2 separate regions of the Zea mays genome follow, and region 2 is linked to region 1. Evidence: chromatin contacts called from public Hi-C data. All regions are on one chromosome and are shown on one strand. The core of a region is the stretch at or near the end of the contact, and the rest is flanking DNA. Distances in the headings are between cores, read along the strand shown.

What was found. A called contact is a pair of places that touch in the nucleus more often than the background predicts.
Region 2: a Hi-C map of ear shows a contact between it and region 1, with 4 times the contacts expected there. The contact joins the promoter of LOC100382013 here to the promoter of LOC100381986 in region 1. A contact is called at or near these places in 4 of 25 Hi-C or Micro-C datasets (ear, endosperm, leaf and 1 more).

What each region holds. Positions count from the first base shown.
Region 1 is chr3:151,284,543-151,290,932 of Zm-B73-REFERENCE-NAM-5.0, reverse strand. LOC100381986 (WD repeat-containing protein 33) reads right to left here and starts at 2,932. Exons shown (of 18, transcript NM_001174756.1): 1 at 2,622-2,932; 2 at 2,272-2,363; 3 at 1,998-2,066; 4 at 1,484-1,588. The coding sequence starts at 2,832.
Region 2 is chr3:151,043,639-151,050,028 of Zm-B73-REFERENCE-NAM-5.0, reverse strand. It overlaps LOC100382013, which reads left to right and starts at 2,796. Exons shown (of 6, transcript NM_001174779.1): 1 at 2,796-3,595; 2 at 3,697-3,780; 3 at 4,145-4,227; 4 at 4,320-4,407; 5 at 4,533-4,787; 6 at 5,553-5,900. The coding sequence starts at 2,810. The coding sequence ends at 5,681. LOC732794 reads left to right here. Exons shown (of 7, transcript NM_001112411.1): 4 at 667-749; 5 at 850-937; 6 at 1,062-1,316; 7 at 1,612-1,936. The coding sequence ends at 1,740. LOC103650734 (cytochrome P450 94A1) reads right to left here. Exons shown (of 2, transcript XM_008676299.4): 2 at 6,078-6,288.

The DNA of each region.
Region 1 (6,390 bases), core at 1,683-4,182:
ACAATATTTACCTGGTTTGTAGTGTACTCAGTGATTTCAAGTCGTCCGACTAATCGCGATTAGTCGCGATTAGTCGGACTAGTCGGTCCTGTTAACACGACTAGGGAGGCCGACCCGATCAGCTCGACTAATCGTCCGGTCGTCCGATTAGTCGTCGACTAAACACGATTAGTCGTCCAGTTTAGGTCGGGACGATTAATTTTCCAGGGCTCCTGTTTCGGCCTGTTTGGGATATGGGCTGGACGGCTGGGCCCATTAGTGTAACAGTAAAACACACGTTAGGGTTTAGGTCACCTTCTCCTCTCCTGTTCCGGTGGCTTTTTGCTCTTCTCTCCTGTTCAGGTGGCTGTGCCTGTGCGGCGGCTCACCTCTCCCTGTGCAACACCGGTGGGTACCCTCTGCCCCCTCCTTGTTCCTCAATGTGCTCACCTGCTCACCCTTTTCCTCGGTGGCGGCAGCCCTGCACCTTCCTCCTCGGCGTCAGCAGCTCACCGTCCTCGACGGCGGCGGCCCAACAGCAGTCTGCAGCGGCGGCGGCCCAGCAGCCATTAGCACCAAGATGAGTACATCAACCGACGGTAACTTCAATCACTGCACCTTTCTTTTGATCTGTCCCCCCTCTTGAATCCCCTCTGCACCTTTCTCTTGATCTGTCCCCCCCTCTTGAATCCCCTCTTCAATCTGCTGCTGCCTTAGCCACGATTAGTCGACCTAGTCGTCGTCCTAATCGCGATTAGTCGCCTAGTCGCCCAGGTGTGTCGACTAGCAAGTCGCTCGACTTGAAATCATTGAGTGTACTAATGCATAAAAGAATAAATGCTCATTTGTAGCAGTTTTTACCAAGATCACAAGGCAAGGCTTGGATGAATTTACCAAAATGCAATAGTAATTTGCATGTAGCATTGCAAATTTTGAAATTCTGACTAGTGATCAGCCCAGGATATAAGTGGTAGATTCTAATATTGTATTATTGTTAATCATGAATGGCATATCAATGAGCATATTTATCCAACTGTAAGCAGTTACAGGCTTTTAAAAATAACAACTTCACAATAGTAATCCATAATCCATATGGTTGAAATATACACCTAGAGATGAATTACATTTCATAGAAATCCTGATAGAGCTAGCTTCGCGGTCAGGAAACAATAATAGTTTTGAAGGAAAGCAATCAGATTTCAGTAAGTGGAAGAAAGGCTTCAAGGATGGTATTTTGCTGCAATCACGTAGGATAAATGTGTCTCTCAGACCCTCTCTTAGCTCAAGTTTCTTCTATGGTGTATCTCTACTGTCTACTCTAATTTTTCCCCTTGGTGTTGCTAATTGCATTTATGTATAATCGCTTGGTATTGCTAATTGGATTTATGTATAACCAACAGCAAGCTGTTGCTTGACTTCTGAGAATACAAGTACATAACAGCGAAATGTTCAATGTGGATTATTGAGAAAGCAGAAAAATAGGTTACAATACTCAGTTACTCACCAAGACACGATTAATAGAGCACCGGTTCTTATTGATTGACGAATGTACAAATTTGGCAGCAAAACTTGTTGAGGGATTGTCTGGATATGCGACAGAAGGTAACATCTGCAATTCGTTAAAGCTATCAAAATAAGTTTGTAACAAGAACTAGTCATCAAGATCTTTGATTGGTTATTAGGATTAACGGGATTTTCTGCATAACATACTAACATAGAGTAACTATCCATGTTAAGATTAATTGAAGAATTACTAGCATGATAATTATTCGTATGCACTTTTTGTCGAACTTCACTATTATGGTGCACAATAGTATTGTGTCCATTGTATGCTAGATTCACATTTAACACTTCAATCCGTAAGAATTTCGTATAACATCTGATTGCTCGTGATTTCATACAGATGAAGGTATTTATCAAACATAGGTACTATCTTCTAAAGCTTAAACCAATCAATACTCATAGCATAGGCAACTGCCGCTCCATTTTTTTAACATATTACGAGTGAAGGAACATACATCCAGGACAGCTGCTGGAGTTGGCTGCAATGTGAATCTATCCCTAGCGTCCCGCTGCCACATGCGAGCCTGCAATTGTACATAGTGGAAATCAGCACTACTGATGGGATGGAAACTGCATGTAACAGATGATAAGCATGCATTACAAATTCAAACTAAGATATAAACAGAAACAGAAAAAATATAAACTTTAAAGGATCAAAGTCCAGAGTCCTCCGAAATAAACTCTGTATGATTATGGATATCCAAACAAAAAAATAGCAATCCAAACAACCTGAACATAACGGACAACACTGCTTGTGTAGTCCACTGTTCGTCGCTGGACAGGCTTCCGCATCCTTTTAGCACCAAAACTGTCACCATAAGCTGCAGAGAATCAAAATTACAATGTGATTTGTGTAGTTATGATATGCAAAGGTGGACCAAGAAGTCTACAGTTAAATCTCAAGAAACTCCCGGTATGTTTAACTTTTAAGTGGCAGTTGATCTCACACTCTTGAGTTTATACGGACTGGCAGTAATAAGGCAATACCTGCGACCTAATATAGGTATCTACCTACTCTTCCCCTGACCCTAGAATGGAGGGAACAACGACTACCAGTGAATGAAATGTTTAGCTGTTACCGTCGTAAGGAGGCTGATGCTGCTGCTGTGACGGGGGGGCCGGGTGTGCGGCGTAGTCGGGCGGGAGATTGGTGGAGGACGCCGCGGACAGCTGCCGCATCGGCGGGCCGCGGTAGAACTCGCCACCGCCGCCGCCACCGGCGGCGGAGGAGGCTTGGGGCGGCGGGTGCTGCGGCGGAGGTGGAAGCTGCTGCTGCTGCTGCCGCATCATCTCCGCCGCCTCGCCGTCGCCGGGAGGGGAAAAACGCCGAGGAGGGGCTAGGGTTTTGGATCCGTGCGGCGGGAAAGGGGTCGGCGGCTTCTGGGTTCGGCGTCCGTGAGACGATGGGTTCGGCTGTCGACGAGCCGAGGTCGAGGGAGCCTAGTTCCCAGCTTGAGCTCAGCCGCTAACTCGAGCCGACCGGCGGCGCGTGTTTCATGCCTAGCTCGATACAAAGTCCGCTTGAGTTATAAACGAGCCAGTCGTGAGTCGGGGCGCGATCTGTGGTGACCGGTGAATGTGAGCATAACTAGCTTGCAACCAGGACGTTTGGATCCTTCATTTTAAAAGAATTGGAATTCACTCAATAAAGCAACTTATTTAGTTTAGAATTTGGTATTCCACCACTTTCCAAAGTTCAGATATAAGCTTATCTCAAATTCATAGGGTGGAGGATAGGAAATGATTTTATACATGAGTAGAATTTGTTTCTACTCTGTAACTTACATGACATTCTTCGTTCCACTCCTCTATAGTAAAAATGTAGCACATAAATATGTAGGACATCTTGCTAATAATAGTATACAAATATATTTTATATAAAAACGAATTATCTTAATTGATATATGCCTAAATTATTATTATTGGAATAGAATTCAATTCCAGTAATCCAAACGGGGCGTTACAGTTTTCTGCAATGCTATCTAGATCTTAAATTTTCACACAGACATGTATTTTGAAAAGTAATATGATGACTCACTTTTCAACACATTCAAAACACTCAGACTGAACCGAGAAGTCTTGATATTATAAAAATCATCATAGGTGCCTTGTTACCGGTAACAATCAAATCAAAGTTATTAAAACCTAACATGGTTTACTCGCACGCCCGTGTTTGGCGGATGTGTTTTGCAAAAAAAAACTCAAACTCTTAGGAAATTAACCTGCCATTCACGCCTCTTCTCTTCCGCCTCCGCCGTCTTGGGCTTGCCTCGCGCATTTGCTTTCAGGACCTTCTCTCCGTGCTCCGCCTCCTCGCCCTCCTTCGCATCGCCGAGATTTGCCGGCGTGGCAGCCTTTCCGAGTCCAAGCCCTAGCGTCCACGACTTTGCTCCTAATCGTGCCACTCACTCGCCTCGCATTGCCTCACTAGGGTTTGTCGTTCCCATCACAGGCAAAGACGGAGCAAGGTGACCCCCGTCGTGCGCGGCACCTCCCGAGGCTGGGCCCCTCCTGTCATATTCCCCTGTGTGGCATAGTCCACTGCTGCCAGGGATGAGAAGTGTCGGGGACCATAATTAGGGGTACCCCCAGGACTCCTAATCTCAGCTGATAACCCCCATCAGCACAAAGCTGCAAAGGCCTGATGGGCGCGATTAAGGTCAAGGCTCAGTCCACTCAAGGGACACGATCTCGCCTCGCCCGAGCCCAGCCTCGGGCAAAGGCAGCCGACCCCGGAGGATTCACGTCTCGCCCGAGGGCCCCCTCAAGCAACGGACACACCTTCGGCTCGCCCGAGGCCCAGTCTTCGCAGAGAAGCAACCTTGGCCAGATCGCCACGCCAACCGACCGTATCGCAGGAGCATTTAATGCAAGGATCGCCTGACACCTTATCCTGACGCGCGCTCTTCAGTCGACAGAGCCGAAGTGACCGCAGTCACTTCGCCGCTCCACTGACCGACCTGACAAGAAAACAGCGTCGCCTGCGTCGCTCCGACTGTTGTGCCACTCGACAGAGTGAGGCTGACAGCAGCTAAGTTCAGCCTCGGGCGCCATAGGAAGCTCCGCCTCGCCCGACCCCAGGGCTCGGGCTCAACCTCGACGTTGGACGACGGACTCCGCCTCGCCCGACCCCAGGGCTCGGGCTCAACCTCGACGCTGGACGACGGACTCCGCCTCGCCCGACCCCAGGGCTCGGACTCAGCCTCGGCTCCGGAAGACGACGAACTCCGCCTCGCCCGACCCAGGGCTCGGACTCGACCTCGACCTCGGAAGACGGACTCCGCCTCGCCCGACCCCAGGGGACGGACTCAGCCTCGACTCGGAAGACGGACTCGACCTCGACCTCGGAGGAGCCTCCACCTCGCCCGACCTAGGGCTCGGACCGACCACGTCACGGGGGGGGGCATCATTACCCTACCCCTAGCTAGCTCAGGCTACGGGGAACAAGACTGGCGTCCCATCTGGCTCGCCCCGGTAAACAAATAATGATGGCGCCCCGCGTGCCCCATGACGACGGCGGCGCTCAGCCCCTTACGGAAGCAAGGAGACGTCAGCAAGGATTCGACAGCCCCGACAGCTGTCCTTCCGCAGGGCTCCAGCTCTCCTCCGACGGCCACGACATCACATGAACAGGGTGCCAAAACCTCTCCGACTGCCACGACAACATGTACTTAGGGCTCTAGCTCCTCTCTGCTAGACACGTTAGCACACTGCTACACCCCCCATTGTACACCTAGACCTTCTCCTTACACCTATAAAAGGAAGGTCCAGGGCTCTCGTACGAGAAGGTTGGCCGTGCGGGAGAACGGGTCGACGCGTAAGGCTCTCTTACGCGAACGCTTGTAACCCCCTACTGCAAGCGCACCCGACCTGGGCGCAGGGCAACACGAAGGCCACGGGTTTCCCCTTTGCCTGTTTCTTCCCCCCTTCGTGCTTCGTCTCGCGCCGACCCATCTGGGCTGGGACACACAGCGACAATTTACTCGTCGGTCCAGGGACCCCCCGGGGTCGAAACGCCGACAGTTGGCGCGCCAGGTAGGGGCCTGCTGCGTGATTGACGAACAGCTTCCCGTCAAGCTCCAGATGGGTAGTCTCCAGCAACCTTTCCAACCCGAGACGATGCTCCATTTCGGGAGTCTTGAGTTCATGTCCCTCGACGGCAGCTACGACATGATACTCCTTCCTCCGCCGCGCGATAGCGACAATGGCGGCCGTCAGCCCGCCCGCCGGCGGCGGAATCAACGACGTCTTCCCTACATGGCGGAAGAACAACGTCCGGGTTTGTCCCGTCATCTCCCCCACCGACGGAGGAGGAGGCGGGGCAACCGTGGCCAAGCAGGAGGCGTCACCTCGTCGGCTGTCGAGCAAGTCGACGACGCCGGCGCCCCAACGGGGGACACGTCGGGCTTCGACCTTGCGTCCGAGACGAAGACGAGCGTCGTTTCCCCGCAACACGCCAACCCCAAGCAGACGACCGACGCCAGCACGCTCGCGAAGGACTTGCTGGGCGTCACCCTCGTACCTGAGACGACGGTGCAGTCCGCCTCTGACGCGACTTCGCCACCGCCCGTCGACCAAGAGGTACCGACCGATTCCCATCTCGTGCCTTTTGGATTTAGCTTCAACCCACCAAGCGACCTCGCTTTGGTGGAAGCCTTCATAGAGGCATGTACCAACCCTCCGAGGTACCATATGCAGTCACCCTGGGACAGACTGACGGTCGTCTCGACCTACGGACCCTCGGGTTCCGAGGAAGATGACGAGCCCAACTTTTGTTGGGATTTCTCCGGGCTCCGTAACCCCAGTGCCATGCGGGACTTCATGACCGCATGCGACTACTGCCTCTCT
Region 2 (6,390 bases), core at 1,547-4,046, 240 kb after region 1:
TTTGTAGGCTCGGATACAGGTTCGGATCACTCTGGATCCATGCCGTGCTGCAAACCAAACACGCTGTAAGTGTCTTGTGTGGCGCCACTGGCTGGCCAGAGTGTCAAAGCATCTATCAGCAGAATACAATGTCTCTGCTGATATGGTTGTATAGGTAGTACTCCCTCCGTTCTAAATTATAGTTTATTTTGGATTTGTCCTAAGTCAAACTTCTCTAACTTTGACATAGCTTATAGAAAATTTTCCAACATCTAAAATATCTAATTACTTCATAAAATTAAACATGTTTTGATATTTAGTTTATTTGAACTTATATATGCTAATATATTTTTCTAAAAGCTTGATCAAAGCTAGAGAACTTTGTCATATGACAAAGCCATAGGGAGTAAGTTTATTTTTTGCTGTGGCTAGAAGTTTCTTTGATCCATTCGTTGTCTCCCACTCTCCCTGTCATGGTTTCTGTATTCCTTTAATACTTTCACTTTGGGAACCATTTACCTATACCAAGACAATGTCAGAATTTCCTAAACCATATTTTGTTTGAAAACTACCAGAGGTATTTTCTGTCGTAGTAATGAGAAGTTGCTATATAAGATGCTTAAATCATTACCTGGCTTGCCTTTTACACGTCTCTATATTTAATTGGTTCCTAACATTTTGTTGAAGATTGCTGAGAAGCACAACTTTTTGATCTTCGAAGACCGCAAGTTTGCTGACATTGGGAATACAGTAACCATGCAATATGAAGGGTAAGAAAAGAAGTTTAGTATCTACATGGTCACTTCTATGTTGTATCTTTATATTTGTGCACTATGATTCCCCCCCCCCCCCCCCCCTGCTTTGGTTCAGTGGAATATTCCGCATATTGGACTGGGCTGATATTGTTAATGCGCATATAGTTCCTGGACCTGGAATCGTAGATGGCTTGAAGTTGAAGGTATCTTATGCTTCATGTACTTGCATGGCAACTATTAATACTGACTTGAATAAGTTGCTTTTGCATATAAAAATAGCTAATGAATCATGGTACTCACACCAACTGTCGTGTTCTGGCCTTGAAGGGTTCGCCTAAAGGAAGAGGGCTACTTCTGCTCGCTGAGATGAGCTCTGCCGGCAATCTTGCTCATGGAGATTACACTGCTGCTGCTGTAAAGATCGCTGAGCAACATTCTGACTTTGTGATGGGATTTATATCAGTTAATCCCGCATCTTGGTCAGTAACACCATCAAGCCCGGCGTTTATCCATGCCACACCTGGAGTTCAGATGGCCGCTGGAGGAGATGATCTTGGGCAACAATACAACAATCCTGAGTCTGTAAGTACAACTGTGCATGTACTGTTTGTTTGTGTGGCCGTTGGAATATTGGTGTTTATTGGTACATCTTAATGTTTTTAGGGCTAGTTTGGCAACTCCATTTTCCTGAGGAATTCTTATTTTCTTTCAAGGGAAAATGAACTAATTTCTCCTGGAAAAATGAAAATCTTTGGAAAAACGGGGTTGCCAAACTAGCCATTAGTTTGTTATATACCAGTGCTTATGAGAGTTTGATCACTTACCCCCCACCACGATCACATTCCATTGATATGATACATATCGATTTGCGATTCAGGTGATAAATTACAGGGGCAGTGACATAATCATAGTTGGGCGCGGGATTATAAAGGCGAGCGATCCTTTGAAGACGGCATGTGAGTACCGGGTGCAAGGGTGGCAGGCATACAAGAACAGCTTGCTATGAGGAGGGCGCCGTGAGCATTCCAAGCATAATAAGGGCAAATCCAGGCAATTGGCATAACAAGGGCATGTTCGTTTTGATCTCAATCCATATGGATTGAGTGAGATTAAATATGAATTGAGTGGGTTTTAATCTCGAACAAGTCAAAATCTTTCATAAATTTTTTCAATCACATCCAATATATATGGGATAGTAATAACCGAACAATGTCTAACATGGAAAGGTCCCTACTTATGGCTAATTTGTTCATCTTAATTGAACGTGATTGAGTGAGTTCAAATCCCTAGCAATTCCATGTGAAATGAGAATATCCCAACAAGATCTTACAATTGTGAGGACCTAACTGTATGCAATCAGAATCATTGTAGAGGAGATTCATCCAGAGCATGCTCCATTATCGTTCATGTAGCTTATGTCTACAACAAGTAGGCAAACAAACGTATACTTAGATAAAATCAACGTATACGGTTATCCATAATAAGATGGTGTATGCAATGAATCCGACGAGTTGTAATGGCTGTGTCTTATTGGCACTCCTCTTAGGTTAGCTCCTGATGCTGTCGATGTTGAGAATCGTACGACTCCTCCACGTGTTCTTCCGAATAACATCTCTACACCCTGGGTTTAGATTTCTCTCGGGGTGAAGTGGCCTCCGCGTAATTTCACTTGCCCCAACTCCGTGCTTGTTTGGTGACAATGCTGGTCGGTAGCCACTGCCGCCGCGATTGCTTGCCGCAGCTTGCGCCTTGGGGCTTGCCATGCCGCCTCGTCCAGATTCCGCTGCAAAAAATTTCCACGTGCTGGTGGCAAGTTTTCTGCCGTTGGCGCATTCTGCCGCTCCGGTGTGGGCGGGCATCAATCTTCTCCGGGACGCTTTCTCTCTGGTGACTCGGACAATCGCGATCGCGACGACCGACGAGCACAAGCTAGCTTGGTTGTCGGCTTGTGTGTGTTGGTAGAAGAGCATTTCTACACGTACTCATTTCCACAGAGAAAAATGTCGAGTCAAGAACTTTTCTCCCCCGTTCGCGCAGCACAGTCGGCCACTACACACACGCCGCCCACCAACACCATGGACGCCGCCGCGAAGGAGGCGCTGATCCTGGACCTGCACGCGGTGGAGGCCGTGAAGCTGGGCACCTTCGTGCTCAAGTCCGGGATCACCTCCCCGATCTACCTGGACCTGCGCGTGCTCGTCTCCCACCCGCGCCTGCTCGCCTCCGTCGCGTCCCTCCTCGGCGCGCTCCCGGCCACGCGCCCCTACGACCTTCTCTGCGGCGTGCCCTACACAGCGCTGCCCTTCGCGGCCGCGCTCTCCGTCGCCGCCTCCGTGCCCATGCTGCTCAGCCGCTACGACACCAAGCGCGTCGAGGGCGCCTTCCGCGCCGCCCAGACCGTGCTCATCGTCGAGGACCTCGTTACCAGCGGCGCCTCCGTGCTCGAGACCGTCGCCCCGCTCCGCGCCGAGGGGCTCGTGGTCGCCGACGCCGTCGTCGTCATCGACCGCGAGCAAGGTGGGCGCGAGAACCTCGCCGCTAGCGGGGTCGCGCTGCACTCGCTCATGACCCTCACGGAGATGCTCGCCGTGCTGGCGAGGCACGGGAAGGTCGGCGAGGAGAAGATCGCGGAGGTCAGGCGGTTCCTCCAAGCCAACAGGAAGGTGGCGGTGCCCGGGGTGCCTGCTGGGCCACCCAAGCCGTCGGCTACTGCTCGGAGGAAGTCGTTTGCGGAGAGGGCGGGGTTGGCCACGAACCCCATGGGGAGGAGGTTGTTCGAGGTGATGGAGGCGAAGCAGAGCAACTTGTGTGTCGCGGCTGATGTTGGGACAGCCAAGGAGCTACTTGAGCTTGCTGACAAGGTATGTATACACACATATATATGCTACTAGTTATTGTGTATTTGCGATGCTCTCCTACTATTTGCTAACATTGTTTTGATTTGTTTGCCCCACTTGTTTAGGTTGGTCCAGAGATTTGTATGCTGAAAACACATGTTGATATCTTGTCTGATTTTACACCAGATTTTGGGGCCAACCTTCGCACAGTATGTTCTCTTCTGACAGCAGTTTCCTTATCTTTTTGTTGTAGTGTTACTGATCATAAGGATGTCAGTGTCCATAATCGCCCAGTTAGAGTCCTGAAGTTGTACTTTGTTTCAAATCAGATGTCGGTGCTTTCATTATCATGTATACACAGTATCATTATGTGTAATCGGAATGGGTTGTCCATAAATGAAAGGCAAAATCCCTATACCAGGCCAATTTACTTGGTTCTTTTAGCTTGATTTTATTTTATTCATTACTAGAGGCGTTTTGTGTATTCCTGTTCCGATTGCTGAAGTTATACTCTGCATCTGGTTACCGCATAGCTGATTCAGTATTGTGCTGATTCTTAACTTTCAATTGAAGATTGCTGGGAAGCACAACTTTCTGATCTTTGAAGACCGCAAGTTTGCTGACATTGGGAACACAGTAACTATGCAATCTGAAGGGTGAGAAAAAGGAACTATAACTATTTAATTTATTTTCCTTCTTATACATACATTTGTGTGACATAGTTGGCATTTTCTTTACTTCGGTTCAGAGGTATATTCCGCATCTTAGACTGGGCGGATATTATTAATGCGCATATAGTTCCTGGACCTGGGATTGTAGATGGCTTGAAGCTCAAGGTATTTCATGACATATATGCATAGGTCTTACACAATTACTGAGTTAAAGATAATAGTTAATTTGCAGCTGCTAATAGCTCATGCATTGCGTTGCTCACAGTCACTGTTGTCTTCTGGCATTGAAGGGTTTGCCTAAAGGAAGGGGCCTACTTTTGCTTGCTGAAATGAGCTCAGCTGGCAACCTTGCTTATGGAGACTACACTGCTGCGGCTGTAAAGATTGCCGAGCAACATCCTGACTTTGTAATAGGATTTATATCAGTGAATCCTGCATCTTGGTCACCAGCACCGTCAAGCCCAGCATTTATCCATGCCACTCCTGGGGTTCAGATAGCTGCTGGAGGAGATGCCCTTGGGCAACAATATAACACTCCCTTTTCTGTGAGTGTGCTTTTGCCATTTGATTCTCGCGTGACTGCTCACTGCTGTGGTGTTTATTTTTAATCCTTCAAAGTTGCTATGTATCTTGGAAGTTGGTAGGTTAGGTTACTTATACCTTATACACTGGTGCCAGTTCTCGAAAACTTGGTATTAGTTTGATAGCATGAAAGTACATTTAGATAATTGTTGGCTATAAGCATTATAATATCAAGTTTTCAAGACTAAGTTGTGTTTAGTGGTTGGTTTTGAAGACTAAGTTGTGTGGTGTCGTTTACTGTGACATGATAGATGTTGTTATGTCTTTTCTTTTATTTTTTCGTGGCTGTGTACACCCTAGTTGTGTAGAGGCCGGAAGTCTTCTTAGGCCTCGTTTGTTTCGTTGGTATTGAATTCCATTCTAATAACCATAATTTAGATACAAACTAATTTTCGTTGGAATTGAATTGGTTGAATACCAAATCAAGCATGTAATTCCAATTCTATTGTTTGGATATCATTGAATTAGAGTTAGGAATTGTGTGGTGTAATTCCACGCAATACCGAGGGGGGCGAGGCTTTGTATTGAGAGGGGGTTTCTAGTGGACCTCTGGTTCCAAATTTCAATTCCATGTGCAACCAAACAACATAATTTAAGAAAGCTGATTCCAATTCCCAATTTCCAATTCTATGCTCCAATATCTACATCCAAACGGGATATTAGTTTTTTCTTTCAATGCGTTCCATGTTTCTATGAGCTTTTCTGACTTGAAACGCTGTGATAAACAGGTCATCAACGACAGAGGTAGTGATATAATTATAGTCGGACGAGGGATTATAAAGGCCAGTAACCCTGTAGAGACCGCGAGACAGTATCGCATGGAGGGGTGGCAGGCGTATCAATCCGGCTTTTCTTGAGGATGTTTAAGCAACTCGCCAAACGTAGCCGGAGGACATTCGGGCGAGTGTTGATGTGATAAGAGTGCGCCCCATCTATGATCTATGTATGCAACTGCGTTCTTTCACTTTTACCTGCCCATCATTGCCACGCAGTGATTTTCAGTAATGGTTCTGACTGTACCCCCGGATGCTATAATTTGCAATAAGGTAACGCCAAATCTTAGCTGAACTTTCAGTATGTATGTCTCTCATTGGCAAGCAGTGATAGTATTACCTGTTTTGATCGGAGCTCTGTAGAGCAATTTCATGTTTCTAGATTTGAATTAAGCCAAACTTTCTTAATTTTCATTGAAAATATCATTGATGTCTACAAATAAATATTCTAAAAATATATTTTCTGTAATTAATCTAATATTTATTATCGTAAATGTTAGCTTTTTCCATATTTTAAATTTAAAAACTTTGGCTTCTTGAGAGGTAAGAATTACATCATTGTTTTGGATAGATGGGGGGAATATTTTACAGTAATTTTCAGGAAAAATGTCTCTTTTAAATCTCCGATTCCTCGGCTGACCATTGCGATGTGTGTTGCTTTGTTGCTTGCATACTCCATCTCTCTGTCTTCCTGCATAGAGCAGGATAAAGTAGTGAAAGATGTTATTCGCAAAATATATAGAACATCGAGGAATGTTAGATTTATGATAGGTAATTACGATTAAATATGTGC